2 separate regions of the Zea mays genome follow, and region 1 is linked to region 2. The links are chromatin contacts, called in public Hi-C maps. All regions are on one chromosome and are shown on one strand. The core of a region is the stretch at or near the end of the contact, and the rest is flanking DNA. Distances in the headings are between cores, read along the strand shown.

Region 1 (5,854 bases), core at 1,476-3,975, 440 kb before region 2:
TAGAGGTTGGTGAAAGCCTATAAATTTACTTTGGTATGTGACAGACTGACAGGAAGGATCTGGAGGGACTACAATGCAGTTGTAGCCTTTTGCTTGCAAGCAAGGCCGGGATCCGGGTCTTCAATCTTGCTAGGCTTGTGCGTTAACAGTTGCTTCGACGACCCTGTCGGTGAAGCTCTGGGAGCAAGTATAATAATAGGGTAAAAGCAGGATAAATGCGGAGGTCGAGGAGACAACAGAGAAGAGATAGAAAAAACGGGCTTTAAACTCGTAGCTGGTTTAACAAAAAAAACTTTGAGAGAGATAAGTGAAGTCCAGTATTAATATCGAAGAGCTAACTACTATATTATTAAAGTTCTCTTACCGTAACCGGTGGCGTTGTTAGCGCTTATAGGCTTTTAGGCTATCCGCAGCAATGAACTCTAACCGATACCCTATACAGATAGAGTTGATCATACAGTAGAAATGATGTTAGAAATTTTGTAATAGTATTTGGATGGATATACTTGACATTTGTATAATATACCATTTTGATAGATGTTTAATCTTTGGGTTACGGGTTACATATACCCACATGGGTATGGGTATGGGGTAAATCCATACCCACCAATGTATATGGGTGACCTGATAGAGTTATTTTTTGTCGTGAGTATAAGTATGGGATAGTAATACCTGGTGAGTATTTACCTATTGCCATGTGTTACGGCGTGTGGCATCAGCGAGCGAGACCAAGGATGGATTCAGATGTCTGGAGATCCGAATTATTATTCGTATCTGAAAGGAAAAAATATTCTATAAAATCAATTTAAACATACTTTTATTACTAATTACTAATTATAAGTGATTTTAAACATTAAATAATGTACTAAAAATTGATGTACACCATTTGAAATGTAAAAAATATTTATACCATAAATAAATGATTGTGTTAATCTTATATTACTAGTGATATACAATGATAAATTTTAATTAATATTTAAAAGTCTAATTTTGAATACATTAGATTATTAGAGTTTTTAGAGTCCAAAATACAAATATACTTAATATACAAAAAGATTATATTTAGAGTCCAAAATATAAATATACCAGGTATAAATAATTTATTTTAAATATGATATTCAACTAAGTTTCAACTAAATAATGTATATGTAATATTGTTCATAATTTGCTTGTAATATAATTTTTACCAATTATAAATTTATCGAGAAAATAAATTAATACTTGTTATGATGTTATGTTCTAAATTAAGTAAGTATCTAAATCTAAATTTGAATTCGAACTATCCGTTTTCTATTCGTATCTGATAGTATTCGTAATAGAATTTGAATTAAAATATGATAAAGGATCTCGAATCGATCTCTAAGCCAGACCACGTGCTTGCCCTGGATTGTGGATTCTGTTCTCGGCTGTCACTTACTAGTGTTTGATGCGCGCCTTGCGCGCGTTGTTTTTTTTCATCAAATCAAATCCCCCTTCTGTCCGTTGTTTTTTTTTCATCAAATCCCGGGACCCGCCGCTTTTGCCCGACTTACCACTTCTGTCCGTTCGCTCGCTCGCTCGCTTGTTCTTATCCCCCTTGCTTTGCTCGTTCGTTCGATTGGAGCTAGCACATGATGTGGCTGCCCCAACAGGTTATCATCCTCAAAACGACGCAAAAACGCACAGGTTGTCAGGCTGATTCGCCTTGACGTATCCGTTAATCATGACGTTCCATGACACCACATTTCTCAAGTGCATTCCCTCAAAAACCTGGCGTGCGACATCCAAGCCACCGGGTGTTCTGGCTAAGGCCGTCATCAGGGTGTTGCAGGACGCGATGTCCCTGAATGGCATTTCGTCGAACAGGTAGCGGGCGGACAAGATGCCGCCGGCAGTGGCATAAAAGTGGAAGAGGGCGTTGGCAGCGTGGGGCGGCGAAGAGAAGAGGAGGCCGCGGCGGAGGAGCTGCCCGTGGAGAGGTGGCAGAGGCGGCAGCAGAGAGGAGAGGCGGGAAGGAGAAGTGGTCGGGGAATAGCGGGTGGTGGGAGCGGAGGAGGGCCGCGAAGAGGGAGAGGAGGGCGGAGAAAGGGATGCGAGGGCTTAGGGCGCGGAGTGCAGCATCGAGGGAGAAGAGCGGTAGGGGAGGAGGTAGGTGGCGAATGAGGCGGAGGATGTGAGCGGGCGTTGAGGCGGCGGAGCAGGCGGAGGCGATGAGGAGGCCGGCGGGGACGGGGTGGCCGAGGAGGAGGCCACGGCGGAAGAGGAAGGCGTGGGCGCAGAGGACGGAGGAGTGGGTGTGTAGACCGTGGCGGAGGAAGCCGTGGAGGTCGTCGATGATGGTGCCGCCGCCGGCAGCGGCGGAATTGGGGGAGGTGGAGGTGTCCACCATCAGTGGAGAACACGTGCCAGTGGCGCCATGGGTTTATTGGAGCTAGCCGCTGCGTGGATTCCTCGGCTCGCCGTCCGGATCTTGCCTCGCTGAGCTGCAGCTACCACGAATCCCGACTCGATTTGGCCGCGCTCGGATCTCGCCGGACTAGCGGGGACCGAGGCCTCTCGATTCGCCTCGGGGGCGAGATGGAGGGAGGCGATGGAGGATACCATACCCTCCTCGTGTTGGCCTCTTCGTGGCTTCAGGCGGCGTCTGGAATGCTCCGTGCAGGGAGGGAGGCGATGGAGGAGACCATACCCTCGTCGCCCCGCCCCCTCGTGCCTTCCGGCGGCGTCTAGAATTCCCTGTTGGATCTGGAGGAGTTACTCTATCTGGAGATCTGTCGTATGTCTTATTGAGATCGTGACCATTCAATTGAGATCATGCGGCTGTAGAAAAATGCTCTAACGTGGATGCGCTAGGAAGCCGCGTTTCCTTGCCGCTTTCATAATAAGGAAATTAGCTCGGAGGACTGTAGCCGGTAGCCGTGACGATTTCTACCACAGTACCACGTGCTGTAGCCAGTAGAGGCGGCGGCGGATGTCCCCGCAGCCTGCAACATCACCGCAACGCAACCCCTGCAGCAGTTTCACTTTCACTTCATTGCGCATCCATGCCACGACATGGGCCTTACCTGGGCTCCTGTTGCCAGATGTGCCGGGGGTCACCTTTGTACAGTAGGTACAGAAAATGGCCCAACATGGGGGTAAAGAAACAAAGAAAAAGCCCTACTCACTAACCAGCTATTCAAGGTTCACTGATGAAAAAATCATTCTCTGTAATGTAGAACACATAGTAAAGTTTTTTTTGTGTCGGAGACCGTGTCAAGTTATGCTCAGGTCCGGCCCGGCTAAAGAAAAACCTAGTTTTGGGGCTACTCTACCTACCGAGTTCAAAGTTTCCTCAAATACAAAAATTGAAGCTTTCCAGAATTGTCAAACTTTGGAACGAGCTTCTTTAGAGCTAGTTTGACAACTCTATTTTTCCAAGAGATTCTTATTTCCCCAACATCCCGTTGGATCATTAGAATTGAATTCCAATCTATTAATAGTAATTTAGGCATATATTAATTAAGCTAATTCAGTTTTATGTAAAATATATTTGTATTATATTATTAGCAAGATGCCGGAGATATTTATGTGCTACATTTTTACTATAGAGAAGTGATACGAAGAGTTTCATATAAGTTATAGAGTAGAAACAAATTCTACTAGTGCATAAAATCATTTCCGATCCTCTAACCTATGAATTTGAGATAGACTTATAAACTTTGGAAAGTGGTGGAATGTTAAATTCCAAACTAAATAAGTTACTTTATTGAGTGAATTTCAATTCCTCTAAAATAAAGGGTTCCAAACGCCCTGCAAAAGAGAAAATAAACTAATTTCTTTTAGTAAAATGCAAATGCTTTTAAAAAATATGGTTGCCAACCTAACTCTTAACGGGCTTTCGTATCTTGGCGTTCGTCCACAAAGCTTCTCCCTGCTTCATCTGGACCACCACCCGTTATTGGACACTTCGTAGGATCTATAATCACAACAAGGAAAAAAACAAGAGCACCCATAGTGCTAGATAAAATATAAATACTTGTTCGTCAACTCGCGTTGCTCGTGGTTAGCTCAGTTCGGTTTAACTTGACTTGTTACAATTTTGTCACGAGCTAAGCTAGCATGTCAGATCGAACGAGTTAGCGTTTGTCAGCAAAACAAAACCTACACTTATATTAGATAAACTAATAAGTGATGGTATGCGTTAATTTGATGTTGAATTGATGTGATATATGAAATTATGAGTACTATTACTCTTTTCTAGCGTCAAATTAATCTAGAATTAATGAAAAATTGATTATATTGTTGTATATATATGCATATTATTTTTTTTGTTGTGGCTCACGATCTAAACAAGCCAGCTCGAGCCCACCAACGAGCTGAGCCGAGATAATTCTCTGGCTCGGTTTCTTAACCAGCTGAACCAGCTTGTTAACTTAACGAGTCAGTTCGAGTTTAGTCGAGCCGAGCTGACTCGATATCTAGCGCTACGCGCACACACCAGTGGCATCCTACATCCTAAGATAAAGTAATGAGAATGCTAAAAATACTCTATTTGTCCCAAGTTAAAATTTGTTTTGCCTTTTTAATGGTTTCATACCACACTTAATGTATGTTATATATTGTCGGCGTTTCGACCCCGGGGGATCCCTGGACCGACGAGTAAACTGTCGCCGCGTGTCCCAGCCCAGATAGGTCGGCACGAGACGGAGCACGAAGGGGGGAAGGAGACAGGCAAAAAGGGGAAACCCGCAACCTTCGTGTTGTCCTGCGTCCAGGTCGGGTGCGCTTGCAGTAGGGGGTTACAAGCGTCCGCGTGGGAGAGAGAGCGAGAGACTTACGCGTCGGCCCGTTCTCCCGCGCGGCCAACCCTCCCGTACGAGAGCCCTGGACCTTCCTTTTATAGGCGTAAGGAGAGGGCCCAGGTGTACAATGGGGGATGTAGCAGTGTGCTAACGTGTCTAGCAGAGAGGAGCTAGAGCCCTAAGTACATGCCGTCGTGGCAGCCAGAGAGGTTTTTGCACCCTGTTCATGTGATGTCGTGGCCTTCGGAGGAGCGCTGGAGCCTTGCGGAAGGACAGCTGTCGGGGCTGTTGAGTCCTTGCTGACGTCTCCTTGCTTCCGTAAGGGGCTGAGAGCCGCCGTCGTCATGGAGCACGCGGGGTGCCATCATTATTTGTTTACCGGGACGAGCTAGATGGGACGCCGGTCTTTTTCCCCGTAGCCTGAGCTAGCTAGAGGTAGGGTAATGATGGCCCCTCTTGTGACGTGGTCGGTCCGAGCCCTAGGTCGGGCAAGGCGGAGGTTCCTCCGAGGTCGAGGTCGAGTCCGAGCCTCGGGTCGGGTGAGGCAGAGACCGTCTTCCGGAGCCCTGGGATCGGGCGAGGCGGAGTTCGTCGTCTTCCGGAGCCGAGGCTGAGTCCGAGCCCTGGGGTCAGGCGAGGCGGAGTTCGTCGTCTTCCGGAGCCGAGGCTGAGTCCGAGCCCTAGGGTCGGGCGAGGCGGAGTTCGTCGTCTTCCGGAGCCGAGGCTGAGTCCGAGCCCTGCGGTCGGGCGAAGCGGAGTTCGTCGTCTTCCGGAGCCGAGGCTGAGTCCGTGCCCTGGGTCGGGCGAGGCAGAGCTTCCTAGGGCGCCCGAGGCTGGACTTAGCTGCTGTCAGCCTCACTCTGTCGAGTGGCACAGCAGTCGGAGCGACGCAGGCGGCGCTGTTCTCTTGTCAGGCCGGTCAGTGGAGCGGCGAAGTGACTACGGTCACTTCGGCTCTGTCGACTCAAGAGCGCGCGTCAGGATAAGGTGTCAGGCGATCCTTGCATTAAATGCTCCTGCGATACGGTTGGTTGGCATGGCGATCTGGCCAAGGTTGCTTCTCTGCGAAGACTGGGCCTCGGGCGAGCCGA
Region 2 (5,925 bases), core at 367-2,866:
TTTTTATGCCAAAGTGCTTCGTCTGTCATTTGGAGCCGAGTCTCATTAATTATGTTATGTTGTATATCTAGTATATCACACGCGTAAGTTTCATTTTTTTTACCGTGTGCCTGATCATAAGACATCTGACACCTTTTTGAAACTTTTAAAAGATCTATGATTTGAAACCCTATGTGTGGACCTCCGTACACTTTCACAGTTTAGGGATGATAATGATTAGACCGGTCTAAGTGCAAGTTTTATTTCTATTTAATGAGTTGTCTCAAGAACCTTTTTGATGAAGTGAAAACGTTTTTTTAAAAAAGAGAACAAGTGAGTGTCATGGAGATCAAACTGTCTTAGCTAGCACAATTATTATCGACTATATATGGGTCATGGAATTATATATCTACAAATTCTAAAATGAAACTTTTCATTAAAAAAGAGTGTTTCGTTTATTTTTTCATTTTGTTATAGATAGCATGGCAGTTTTAAAAGATCATGCTAGAAAACTCTCTACTAGACAGCCTTATTAGGAGCAACGTCCCTTTTCGCCTTTTGTGCATTTCTTTCGGGCCAAAACTCCAAACTGCCGTGGGCTTTCCCAGGTTAGACAATGGGCCTGTTTGGTTCAGCTTTTTTCTGACCAGCTTTTCTGAAAATCTGGCTGTGAGGAGAATCTGGCTGTGGGGAGAATCTGAGTATCATTACGATTACGTGTGGAAGAAGATGAAGTTGTTCATAGGACTCAGGATCTACAAAGTGATGGATTCCTACTATTACAACGACTTAACCGATTATGTGTTTATATTGATTTTGGATGGTTTTTGTCCCAACGAATTTTATAGAAGCTGGCTGAAAAGCTGAGCGTTTGGCAGTCCGCAGCAGTTTTTAGTGGCCAGAAGCTGCTAGAATCCGAAACAAACAGGGCCATTATATGTCGCTCATCCACTCCAACCCTTAACTCCTTATACATTCAAACAAGTCTTTAGGACTAGTTTAGAAAATCAAATCATAATAAAATCCTTGTTATAGCATCCCCAAAAGCTTACCATAAGTCTCTTCTAAATAAAGTTTTTTGGAAAAAATACAAAAACGTATATCCAACAGTTCCCCTAAAACGTTCCAAACTTTTTTCATAGCTCTTAAAACTTCCTCATTTGTAGCTACAAATGAGAGGTTTTTTGGGCTCCCCAGAAACAATATGCCACTTTAAGGGATCTGTTGGAGAGAGAATTAAAATCTACCCTCACTAATTTTTTAGATGCCGGTTAAAACGGATTTTGAAGAGTCATTTTCTAGAGAGCTTTTTGTGATACTCTTATTACTCAGGGTAGCAATCCCAAAAATGCAGGGCTAGTTTAGAAACTTAAATCATTTCTAGGATTCCCGGATCAAAGAAAAAAATATATTTATATATTTACATTTTAAATGATATATTAAATAAAACTAAAATATGTATGTAACTATTTAAATTTAATGGTTATGACAGATACATACGCATAGCAATTTATTCCTCTCCTCTATATATTTTCAAAAACATAAAAAAGAAAAAAAATCAACACCGGACCAATGCGCGCTCGCTCCAGCACAGTATTGCGGCAGTATTGCAGTCCAGAACAGGGCACCGCCGCACCGGTGCTCGTTCCAGCCCAGGAGGCCAGTACCGCAGTCCCGCGCAGCCGGCCATTCCCATGCCGCCGGCACCCATGAGATGGCGGCGCGGGGGCCGCTCGTCATCGCGTCTCCTTCAGCGAGCCCTCCTCTTGGCCGCCTTCTCCGCTGCGGCCCTCATCCTCCTCGTACTCCAGCACCACCACGGTCCTAAACGCCCAAACCCTTCCGCCGCGTCCCACGCCCGCGACTCCTCAGACGAGCTCCTCGACGACTCGCCTCCCGCGGAGCGGGATCCGGATGCCAGTGACCCTGCGGTAGTTGTTGACAGGGCCACGTGCGCAACGGTGGAGATGATGGGGGAGGAGGCCGCTGGTGCTGGGCGGGGCTCTCCGGAGCAGGCCAGCCTGCGGGTCCGCGAGATGATCCGGCGCCACTTCGAGCTCCACGGTGCGTTCCGGTCACGAAGAGGATGTCTCCTCGATTTTGATCTCTGTTTTTATTCCCCTGTAAATGCTCCATGGTTTGTTAGCCATGCTATGTATATGTGAATTAGAATATTTTTTTGGACCAATATGTGGATTAGAATATGATCCATAAACCGGCTAGTTTGATGGCATACGCTATCAACACAGGGCTTATTTTGTTATAAGGGCTAATGACTATAGCTAACTATACATTAGCCCAAATTAGCTCTAGTGCATCCAAACATGAGGGCTAAATGGCTAATAGGCGAGCTAATTTGTTAGACAAGTGTTCAACTAATTGTTAGCCATCTAGATAGCTAACCTGGTCTATTTTGAGCTATTTTTTAGCCTAACTAGTAACTGGCTCTAGCTCATCCAAACACTCCATTTAGGAATGAATTGGGGACTAGCCTGAAAAGCGCCTGATAGGTTGGCAATTCACATTAGTTGATTGCCCCTTATGAACTTCTCAAGTTTTTATGTTGCTGGCGGTGGCAGAAATTGACATTGCTCGAAGTATGTTCTCATAACTACTTGCTGCCATCATTCGCCCCACTACATGTGGTTGTTTCTAGCAAATCACATTAGGATTGTGTATTTGTGTATTACAGAACCTTGAACCAAACTGAATTTTGGTACATATCCACTGTCATTCTTCTACATTATGCACCAGTATATCCATTTGTAACTGCAGTGTCTACATAGGTTCTTTATTACTCATTGGGCTTCCTGTCACAATATAGTGTTGCTGTGAACATCAACAACTAATAAACAGAACAATCAGTATATGATTTTTTTTATACAAAATTGAAAGTTGGCCGCCTATCTTCTACCACTGTTTATTGAATTGTTTGAAGCATTGGTTTACTTGATTCAACAAAATTTCTATTCACATGATACAAACTTGTTCAGGAGAGAGACACAAATTAAAAGCTATCATGTTTGTGGCCCATCACATGCTTACGAAGTGTAAATTAACATGTGCATCACATAGTTCAGTCATAAGTCAACTGTGATGTATCCAATAGATTTGCATGGAGAATTGCACTTTGTAGTTATGCACAGGAGCCCAACGTTTACATCTTCAATTAACTTGCCAGGAGCAGAAAGAGTGAGAATGCTTCCTGCCCATGAATTCTGCAAACAAGGATTTGTGTTGGGGAAAGCATCTGAAGCTGGATTTGGCAATGAAATGTACAAGATCTTAACAGCGGGAGCCTTGAGTGTCATGTTAAACCGATCTTTGATCATCGGGCAAACAAGGCATATGGATTTACACTCTGCTACTTTTCATGTGTATCTTTGATTTGACTATTATGCGATTGGTCGGAAGCATTGAGTTCTATGAATTTGCTTCTTTTCCTGTTGTTGTTGCCAAACATTCTTCAAACTTTATGTTGCTTATATATTGTTAATTTTTACAGGATGTTTAATTGTGAATTGTTGCGTATTATCATGGCTGTGAACCCCTGATAAATAGATTCTGTAGTTCAATAGCAGTGGTGATTAATATTCATTATCCACTTACAAATTTTTGTTCTTCTCTAACAAACAGGGGACTGTATCCTTTTGGGGAGTACATTTCTTATACCAACCAGTCATTCACTATTCATGAAATCAAACATTTGTGGAGGAAGCATCGCTGTGCTAGGACATATGGTAGAGATCTGAATATCAGAGTGGATATTTTTGAAAATCCAACTGAGACGAATGTTCTGTGTAGTGACTGGAATAGCTGGAAGGATTCAATTATCTGGTTAGTATTACAGTTACAGCCTAGAATAAGTTTTACGTTTTACAATATTTCTCTTGGCATGACCTGCATATGTTATTGATTGGAAGAAGGGCAGAAAATAATAATGGTGATAACTTTCCTAATTTACTCCAGAGGCACACTAGATGATGAAGATATCTGACACATCTTGCACTTACACAAGGCTTAGTGTTTAGAGAACAAGTTCGCGAAGGTTAAATTTTTATTTCTTAAGCCTTAGGTGACCACTAAGCAGTCATTTCTGTTAGTGTGCATTTCTTATGTAACTAATCATTTGTTGTAGTACATTTATTCTTTCTTGTTTATTCAGTTCTTTACACATTAGTAGTTCATTTGCTTTCTTTTCTTGAGCCCTTAGTTTTCATACAAAAGCCATGTGTAAAAAGCATGCTGAATGGTGCTACTTATTCACGATTCTAGGTTTGATGGCGCAACAGATGCAGTTGGGATTCAGTTCTTTCTGAAGAATGTTCATCCTAGAATGAAGGCTGCCGCGTCGGCTCTTTTTGGATTGCCAGACTCATTGTACGCCAGGCCTAATACATTTGGTGAACTTATGCGAGCTATTATATCTCCATCCAGCAAAGTCCAAGAAGCAGTTGACTGGGCTTTGAAGGGTGTGAATCCAGATATTGTTTTGCACATGCGCATGATGGCGAATAGGTATGGCGCACTATTTGTGGATGCTTGTGTAAATTGAAGTAATTATATAGATTGTCCCATCAGTTCAAAAAGGAAAACTGCAGTGTAGTAGAATATTGACATCATGCAATTTCACTTGCCTACTTATCTCGTTCATCAGTAGTCACTGAAAATGCTTCTTTGTAGCTGAAATTGTTAATGTAACCCAAGATAGCTTTGCATATTTCTTTTATTTCCGTAATATAATCTTCAAACTTAAGTTTGAAACAGTAATAGTCAATTTCAAATTTTCAATATTTACTCAATATCTTTCATTTTCAGAATGTCCACCACATGTATCATGCAAATAATCTGTTAGCAGCACTCAGTGTTGTGCAAAGGCGAGCTAAAGAGCTAATTAGTAATGAGGCGATAGTTGGCTAACACACCTACATTTTAGAATACATCATATGTTTTGAACAGTTGAAGGTTAACTCCTATTATTACTCTAGGCCAGTCCGAGCAAGAAAAGCTGCAGTTCTTTGTATCAAGAAAGCCCTACAGTTTAGCCATATTAAGGGTACAGCTCTGGTGGCCTTGGTCTCAGACACACCAGCATTTGTGAAGGAGATAAAGTCAGACATCAGTGAGTTTGCAGAGGTTAGCTGCTAGGTTGAATTGAATACTACAGGGTGAACTTAGCATTGTATTTCAAGCACTATGGAGACTGATTATGTATTTCTTGAAATATTAGGAAGTTGGATGTTGATTCTGCAATTGTTTTCAGGTACTTAATTTTGATTACAAATTGTTTGCCAAGACTTCTAGTCTGGAGATTGTTGGAAATGATAAGGTATTATTCACTTTTCACTCTCATCATCTCATGGCCCTTTCTTAGTTCTGACCCTTGTTGGAATCTGTCATGGGCATAATAGGGTGCGAGAGGCAACAACCAGGCTGGGATAAGGCTAGAGAATAAGATTGAGATGAGCTGGGATAAGGTTAGAGAATAAGATTGAAATGAGAGAATTGTGGAGAGTTGGTTAGCATCAGATAAGTCCAAGAAAGTAGGAGTTAGTTGAGAGTTTGTAGGAGAAGTTGGTTAGCCATAGGGCTATTTATAAGCCGCATGACAGCAGGGAATAAATCAAGCAAGATCATTATCAAACCAATCTCTCAATCTCTCTCTCTTGCAATGACCCTCTCAAGCGCCTAGAGCTGCTACCCTAGAACCAAGCCTGCGGCAGAGGGGTATAACCTCGCCGGAGAAGACAGCTATCCCTATGGACCGAAGGTCCATAACACCTGGTATCAGCTCCAGGTTATCCTCACCACCACCAGCCGCCCATCCCTCACCACCACCAGTCGCCGCGCCATCAGCCACCGCAACGCCCTCCCACCCGCCCTCTCCAACTCCAGATGCATTCACTCGGCTCGAAGAGAGTTTTGGCCGTCTCGAAGAGAAGTGGG

Evidence for each region. A called contact is a pair of places that touch in the nucleus more often than the background predicts.
Region 1: a Hi-C map of tassel shows a contact between it and region 2, with 2.4 times the contacts expected there. The contact joins the promoter of LOC100193985 here to the promoter of LOC100304257 in region 2. A contact is called at or near these places in 2 of 25 Hi-C or Micro-C datasets (ear and tassel).

The regions. Positions count from the first base shown.
Region 1 is chr4:23,806,706-23,812,559 of Zm-B73-REFERENCE-NAM-5.0, reverse strand. LOC100193985 reads right to left here and starts at 2,725. Exons shown (of 1, transcript NM_001139051.1): 1 at 1,456-2,725. The coding sequence starts at 2,368. The coding sequence ends at 1,742.
Region 2 is chr4:23,364,891-23,370,815 of Zm-B73-REFERENCE-NAM-5.0, reverse strand. It overlaps LOC100304257, which reads left to right and starts at 1,616. Exons shown (of 8, transcript NM_001165700.1): 1 at 1,616-2,043; 2 at 3,161-3,323; 3 at 3,616-3,816; 4 at 4,255-4,497; 5 at 4,968-5,115; 6 at 5,243-5,308. The coding sequence starts at 1,674. It overlaps LOC100192602 (mtN3-like protein), which reads left to right. Exons shown (of 6, transcript NM_001137817.1): 6 at 1-13.